Linked DNA regions of Mus musculus: region 2 is linked to region 1. Evidence: chromatin contacts called from public ChIA-PET data. All regions are on one chromosome and are shown on one strand. Each heading gives the region's core, a stretch centred on a gene start, on an enhancer-like site or on the middle of the called end of the contact. The rest is flanking DNA. Distances are from core to core; before and after follow the strand shown.

What was found. ChIA-PET counts read pairs in DNA pulled down with a chosen protein or histone mark.
Region 2: a contact with region 1 is called in an RNA polymerase II ChIA-PET map of memory CD8 T cells, with 4 times the contacts expected there. The contact joins two enhancer-like sites. A contact is called at or near these places in 1 of 484 Hi-C or Micro-C datasets (cerebral cortex) and 3 of 115 datasets of contacts at active chromatin or transcription factors (T-cell acute lymphoblastic leukemia, double positive thymocytes and memory CD8 T cells).

What each region holds. Positions count from the first base shown.
Region 1 is chr12:107,495,152-107,499,338 of GRCm38.p6, reverse strand. No RefSeq gene overlaps it. Among named protein-coding and RNA genes, the nearest start is that of Gm33236, 150 kb to the left of the region's middle. Within about 2 kb of position 2,273, at least 15 of the 459 cell types and tissues checked have an H3K27ac peak or open chromatin away from gene starts, as enhancers often do. A contact at or near this core is called in memory CD8 T cells, where this site is marked.
Region 2 is chr12:107,919,704-107,923,380 of GRCm38.p6, reverse strand. The region is part of intron 3 of Bcl11b (B cell leukemia/lymphoma 11B); the gene reads left to right. Among named protein-coding and RNA genes, the nearest start is that of Bcl11b, 82 kb to the left of the region's middle. Within about 2 kb of position 1,965, at least 43 of the 459 cell types and tissues checked have an H3K27ac peak or open chromatin away from gene starts, as enhancers often do. A contact at or near this core is called in memory CD8 T cells, where this site is marked.

The DNA.
Region 1 (4,187 bases), core at 1,024-3,523:
TCAAACACTTTCCCCTATTTTTTAAGCCAGTCTCTTTCACTGAACACTAATCTCATCAGTTCAGCTAGGGTGCTGGCTATTGAGCTCTGGAGACCTCGCCCCCCCCCTCCACTTCTGTCTTCAGCTCTTCAGCACTGGGATTGGAGATGCACGCCATGTCGTGTCCAGTTTTTTGTTTGTTTGTTTGTTTGTTGTTTTGTTTTGTTATTGCGTTGCTGTGAATCTGAACTCAGGGGTCCTTGTGCTTGTAAGACAAGCCCTTTGCCAACCAAGCCCCTCCCTCAGCCCAGGGGAGCCCCTCCCCCAGCCCAGGGGAACCCCTGTCCCAGTCCAGGGTTATGTATACTTTAACACAGTAAACCAAGCAGGCAAATGTTCATCTGTTCCCTGGACTGGTGTCTCTATGAAATGTGACTTTCCAGCTCCTTGCATATCAACCTGCTGAGTTTGAGTCAGCTTGGGACTTGCAATACTTCAGGGACCGTGGAAAAGCAGACTCTGCTGGGGCCAAGTGCCTGCTGGATTTCTGCCTTGCGTGTCTCCAAGTTCTCTTTTGTAAATAGCTCAAGCAGGCCTTCTGCACAAGAGCAGTAGATGCTCCATACACCCTCTTGGCCCATTCCCACAGCTAAGGCACCCCATGTACATGTGAGGGCTCTTCTGGCTGGACCAGTACCATCTAATCCAAGCTGTCACATGGACACTACAGTAAGGACAAACCCGGGGAAGGTATTTGAGCCCCGACCTGCTTGGCCCAGCTCCCATTGCTATTATGAGAACAAATAAATTGTTATTTTAAGCTAAATCTAGGTTTTTTTTGGGGGGAGTGGGTACTTGCTGTATTACAATAGGCAAAGGACACCCCGCATCCCTTATATGTCTGTGTCTTGGAGCTCCATGTCCATTCTTATACTCTGGAGTCAGGTGAACATCACACAGAATGAGAGCTGGTATTCCTCACCCTGTCTCCAAGCACGTTCACTGCCTTCAGTCAGTACCACTTCCTTGACGTCCAAGCAGGTCTCCCTGTCTTCATTTCTGTACCTACTTACCACCACCCTCCCCATCCCCACTCAGGCTCACATTGACAACCCAGCTGCATGCTTCCTGCTGCTTTTGAGCCTCAGGGAGCAATGCACTCCTAACGACTGATGCAGGAGAGAGCATGTGTAGATGGACCTTTGGCTAATGACCTGACTCTTGCTGACACCCGCCACGGACGTCATACCTAGCATCCTATTAAATGCTCAGTAGTCAAAATCAAGCATGATATCATCTCTTTTGACAGACCAAGGGGGCCAAGTACAGTAAAATTGGTACCAGGTTGCCTATCCACAGTAAGGGTTGGAGAGCAAACAGCTGAATTGCTAGCTACCAAGTCCTGTGGTCACATAGTTGGGCTAGTAGATGAAGGGTAAGATTCATGCTACATGTGAACAGTTGAGGTATTGAAAGAAGATTGGATTGCTCCTGTGAGTTCAGGAAAGGGTGAATGAGTGAATAGATGAATGGATGGCTGGATGATAGATGAAGAATGAGTGGAAGCATGGATTCATAGATGATAGATGGGAGAATAAGTGGATGGATAATAGATGAATAGTTGGATAGATTACTGGATGGATGCAGGATGAGTAGAGATGCATGGATGACTGGACAAACTGGTGGATGATTGGATGGCAAATGGATAGATGGATGAATGGATGAATGGCAAATGGATAGATGAACGGATAGATGAATGGATGGCAGTTGGTTAGATGGATGAATGGATGGATGGATGGCAGATGGATAGATAGAATGCATAGCCACTGACTAAAGGAATGCTGAATGTTTGGATGCACAAGTGAATGAACCAGTAGGTAGATACCGCACTTGGACCTGCAGGGAGATTTTCCTACTGGGCAGCCTCTGGCAGTTCTAGTTGCCAGTCCCCTGCACCCCACCCCCCAGCTCTTGGTGCCACTCCACTGCAGGCTGCTTACAGGCTCCAGCTGCTATAAATCCAATTTCCCAGAATAGCTCTGAGAACACACTGCCGTGGAGAAACACCGGGTGGCTGAGTCCACTCCAGGTAGACAAGGGGCTCTTCAGAGCCTCATTATAATCAGCAGACAGATCTCAGCACTGGCTGTTGTCTCTCTTACACCTCCTGACTTTCAACAGGCCCTTGGCTTCCTTCCTCCCTGGGTCTTAGCTCAGCAGGAGGCTTAGTCTAAGCCTGCACCTCTACCTCTGCGGTGTGTGATAAGATCTCCTGCCCCAGCCTGCCACATGCCATACTCTGTGACTTCCCAGTTCTGAGCTGGCCTCCGCACATTTACTGTAGAGCTCAGGTGTGGCCATTCAAAGTCCTCTGCCAGCTGACTGTCTTGAACTCTTTAAGCATCCTCCTCTTTCTCTCCCACCCAATCACTCGCCAGCCACTCATTGTTCTTCTCTTGGACTCATTGACACCCACTTTCCCTTTGGGGTCTCCCAAGTCTATTCTGGACAGCCCATTTAGGCTCATCGCTCATTGCCAATGCCACTGGGTTCTGAACATGACCTTTCACCCTCTCTCACACAGCCATTTATTACCATGCTCCGCCTTCCATACTAAGCGGGGAGCTCCTTACAGGCATATTTATATTTGTATTCTAGTTCATTGATTGCTGTTGAATATGTACATTGCAAGCTACAATTACCGATCATTTTGTGACAATTACTGTCTATGTTTTTCTGGTGGAACAATGAGATTGGAACTGTTCAGCATGGTCTCTGAGGTTTTGCTTCAGCTAAACCCTCATTCATGTCTCCCCTCTGTCACTAGCTATAGGAACACCAAGTCATGGCCTAGCCCGAGGTTGGCTGCCAAGTAAGCTGCAAACTGTGTGGGATCGAGGTGGATGGCTGAACCCTCCCTCTGGCTCCCTTGTCCCCTCCCTCAAAAGTTGAAATAACGATACTACATGGATCTGTGCAAAAGTTTGCAGTAAATAAATGAAGCAGCTAGCATGTACAGCTGTCACATTTTCATTTTTTTTTGTAGTGCTGAAGATGGAATCTAAGACCCCATGCATGCTGAATTGAGTCATGCCACTAAGCCTTAGAATTGTCTTGCTGTGAAGAAGACAAACCAGTTTGAATATGTTGACGTATTCTAAGAACCCTGTCTTGATTGTGGTCCCGAATGGTCACCTCACTGACACACACCCAGTCGTTAATCTCAATGTATCAGTTTCCTTTGCATCACTGTGACAAAATATCAGAGACAGCAGCTTAAGGAAGGCAGGAACAAAGGGTTTATGTGAGCTCACAGTTTGAGGGTACAACTGTCAGGCTGGGAACGTCCAAGCAGCTGGTCCTACTGAACTAGCTATCAGGGAAACAGACAAACGCTCTGCCTCTCCTCCCCTGCTCCCCTCCCTCTTCCCTCCTCCCTCCCTCCTTCTTTTCAGTCCAGGACCCAAGCCCATGAAAAGATGCCGCCCACATGTAGGGTGGACCTTCCCATCTCAATGACCCAATCTAGAAACTCTTTCATAATCACATTCACAGCTCTGTCTCCTGGCTGGTTCTAGATCTTATCACATTGACCACATTAATCTTTACCCTGACAACCATGACTACAGATGTGGGAGTGGAATCTCAGAGCTTTAAGTAACCCGTCCTAGGTTAAGCACTGTCCTTGGGTGTCACATAAAGGTGAACTGTAAGGAGGTTTGGGCCAAATGCCATTCCCACATTGTAGATACATTTCCTTCAGACTGAAGGGTCCTTGGTGAGGACCTCGAGGTTCCAGGGTTAACGTCCAGTGCGAGGGGTTGGTTCACTCCGGTTCTGTCCCACAGCTTTGGGAACCACCCTGGCACATTCATTTTAGCCTGGCATAGCATAGATTTCAGTGATGGCTTGTGGTGCTGGGATGGACTTCTCTGTCCATGTAGCTATTTTTTCAAGTTGTTCACAGTCTCCTGGAAGGTGACATTCTCTTGTGATACTTTTAAGGTCCTTAGACCCTGAGGCTTTTTGCAGGAAGGAACTAGAGAAGTGACATTCACACAATCACCAGCTCATTTATTCATGCCACAAAAAAAAATGCAGTGAGACCTTGGAGGCAGGGATGAAGCAACTGTGTGTGTGTGTGGGGGGGGGGGGACAGTCCCCAGGCCCCCAAGCCCCGAGGCTTGCAGGAGGGGGCAAAGTAAAAG
Region 2 (3,677 bases), core at 716-3,215, 420 kb before region 1:
GAGCAGAGAGGATTCCGCAGTTTGCAGGGAGAGTCAATGGATAGATCTGTCTGTAAGACTGAGGCCAGCTGAGCCTGTCACTAAGTGTCAATAGCCCTACATAGCCTCCCCACAGCCACCGTCAGAGCCACCACTCTATCACTCCCTTCTGCGGGTCGGCACGGAGTCAGTTACCACAGTTCTAGCCTAAAGCAACTCATCTTGACTTTTTGTTCCTGCTGAGATGGAAGGTCAAATACCAAGACACACGTGCCTCACCCCTATCCTAGGCCCTTGAACTTCAGGCACTTCTCTCCTGAGCAACTTTTCTCCTTACAGTGCACCACATAGACACCGCCACTTGCCAGCCGGGGAACGTCAGGCAGATCTCCTCATCTCTTCCAGTCCTCAGTTTCTTCATCTGTAAAATGGAACTGATGGCAGTTGCAGTTTCTGAGCTGTGGGCGCGATGCACGAAGCCTGTAGTGTCCTTAGCTCATTGCTGCCCATGGTAGAGATTTCTTACCGTCTGTCGCTACCTCTGCTCTACTTTCTGCCTCCCAGAGCTGAGGTCCGAGTGATGACTTGGGTACCAGCAGGATGCTTATGGATTTGTAGATGGCTATAAGTGCTCAAGGAGCCCCGGTTGACATTTTCTCTGTGACATTGTGAAAGATGTTTTTAGTTTTTGTTTTTGTTTTTGTTTTTATTTTATTTTATTTTATTTTTTGAGTGCTGGAAGATATGGGGATTGGCAAGTACTCTATCACTGGGACGCTGAAATACACCTCCAGCCGGAGGGGGGGCAGTTTAATTTAATTTAATTTTTAGATTCATTTGTATTTTATTCTGTGTGTATGGGTGTTTTGCCTGCTTGTGTGTTTGTGTGGCATGTGCATACCACGCCTACAGAACCCAGAAGAAAGCATCAGATCTGCTAGATCTGAACTTACAGACAGATAGCTGTGACCTGCTGCGCGGATGCTGGGAACGGAACCAGCGTCCTATGAAAGAGCAATCAATGCTCTTCACCGCTGAGCCACCTCTCCAGCCCCATGGGGAGGGGGACAGTTTTTAAGTGAACATGAGATGTACTTGTCACCTGAATAATGGTTGTACTGGTTGTCATCATGAAACTGTGGAGAGAGCACTCTTAGCAGTTATAGGGGGTGTGCGTCTCAGGGGTTGGGGTGGGGTTTAAGTGATGAAGCAAGACAAGACCAGCCTTCTGTTTGGGTTCGGGGTGAGGAGGATCACTGTGAGACACCCAGGGGTACCAATTACTGTCCCAGGTTCAGCCACCTCACTGCCATGTGGTCCCTTCACTAGGTCTCCCAAGCAGCATATGTCACCAATATGCTTTTTGGCTCTGTAAAATGACTCCCGTATTCCACCCTAGAGTGAATGCCTGCCACAGGGTAGACATAATGGGAGACTGTCCAGGGACAATCAGTGGCCTTCCATGAGAGGGCACTGTCAACATGGAACCATTGACAATGTGACACACGCAGGGAGGCCTGGGAAGGTGGTGATGGCACGGTGATTCTCTAAACTGCTGTCCCCGTGGTCTAGCATGATCATGTGATCATGATCCTCACTTGGCTTCCCTCAGAGGTGTTAGTGAACAAGGGTGACATGAGCTGAGGTAGCGATAATGCTGAGTGAGCCGTGCAGTGCTTTGTGGTTTACTGAGGAGCCCGGGCGGCCCAGACCAGTTCCCCTGCTTGATCAGAGGTGTCCTTTAACATTTGCTGCTTTTGAGTCAAGCTACATTACTCTTCTTCCAGGCCTTAAACCAAAAGGCATCCCTGAAACACTCAGAGCCACATACAAGGATGGGTAACAAACCCGCAGTATATAACACCTACTGCCACATTTATACAGCAGTGAGCGGTGGATAGAGGGAGGACCTCACAGTCCCCAGGCCAAGTAGGAAGCAAGGCTCAGAGAGGTGACATCTCATGTTTGGCTACACCCTTTAGAGATCAAGTTCCAAGTGTTCAGTGATGCTCCTATGGGGGGTGGGGAGTCTTGTCAGAAGAGATCTGGGGTAGGAGTCTGCGTTTGAAACTCCTCAGACAACATACTGAAAGAACAAAGAAGGCTCAGTGTGTGTTCTAAAGATCTATGAAAGTAAGGAGGGAGGAAGCAAGAAAAGACACCGCAGGGCCCTCTCTGGGTTCTGAGCTGCCCCGTGTGATTTAGTGAGACAAACGCAACTGACATTTCTAGGTCTGTAGGCCAGGATTGGTGCTTCTGAAGTCATTTGGACCCAGCAGTTAGCATCATTAGCTGCAGCCGCTACAGCAGTGTAAGGCTAGTGGACCCTGTCCCAGCCATTAGCAAAGCAGCCACCGCCCACTGCAGGGCACGCACTGGGCCACCTGCGTGCAGGTATCTCTCTGAGTTCGATGCAGCAAGGACGGGTTTGGGATGAGCTAAGCAAGCCCTGAGTCTGACGCAACCTGCTGTCTAAGGCTCTTCTTGTCTAAAAGCAAGCCATCTGTGCCTGTGCTGTGTCTATAAAATACTTATTCAGTTCCTGAATAGAAAGACGTTCCAAGTGGCTCGCCAGAGACTCTCTGACGTTGTTTAGTTCTTAAAAGTGAGCAGCCCCATACTCAGGGCTATTTGTAGGCGAGAGAGAGCCATGAGGTCGTCACATGTAAACGAACATTTTATTTTAAAAAAGAAGGGGGTGGCTGGAAAGAGAGTTGTCAAGGGAGGGCCTTCAAGGGCTGGGGGATTTATTTTTTCTTTCTGTCAGGTACTGGGGGAGGCTGCTGCCTATAGTGAGTGAAGCCTAGAGTTCTGTAGAGGGACACTTAGGGGCTCTGATGAAGATAGCTCTCACCCCAGGGTGACAAGTGGCCCTGAAATCTGACCGGACAAGTAGTCAGCCCCCTTTCTCCTCACAGTTTAACTATGGAGGTGACATCTGGGTTCTAGAGCATGCAGGTCAGAATATGTGTGCCCTTCTCTCTGCTTTTCTAAAACATGGAATCGGTTATGGCTACCTAGTTACATAGTCTGCTTTGGACTTCGGTATTTGTTGGATAGAACAGTCTAGAAAAACATGTGGCCACCAGATAAAGAGACAGGAAGTACTTCAGAGCAACTCAAGGAAATGGAGATGCTGAGAAGAGATGGGCCCCAACTTAAGAACACCCCAGATCTCAGCAACCATCCTCTGTAAATCCATTACTTAGAATGGCTGGGGCCCAGAGAAGGGTACAGAAACACCTTTAATTTGATATGTGACCTCCTAGGACATGGTACTTCATTTGTGTTGATAGCTCCAATGTGTCTGAAAGGGACTTGTATTTACCTTCTTAAGAAACACATACACACACACACACACACACACACACACACACACACACACACACACACGATGTGAGGAAGAGTCTGAACCTGTCTTCTGGCCAGCATTAGCTAATAAGCTGAGTATGGAGCAGTCAGGGCTTTGGAGAGGCACGGCTCCTGTTAGCCTAACAGTCTAGTCACAAGCATCGTGGCTACCCAGACCTTGTGAAACCAGGCTAGAACAGAAGATTCTCGCTAGAGGTCATGTTGCCCAACACAGACCCACCCAGACAGGCTGGGACAGCTGGCGAGAGCAGTAGCCTCTGTTCTCCCAGACTGTTTCTGTTTGTTGTCGTTTTGTTTAGTTCTGCTGGAGGGTCTGGTGTGGAGGA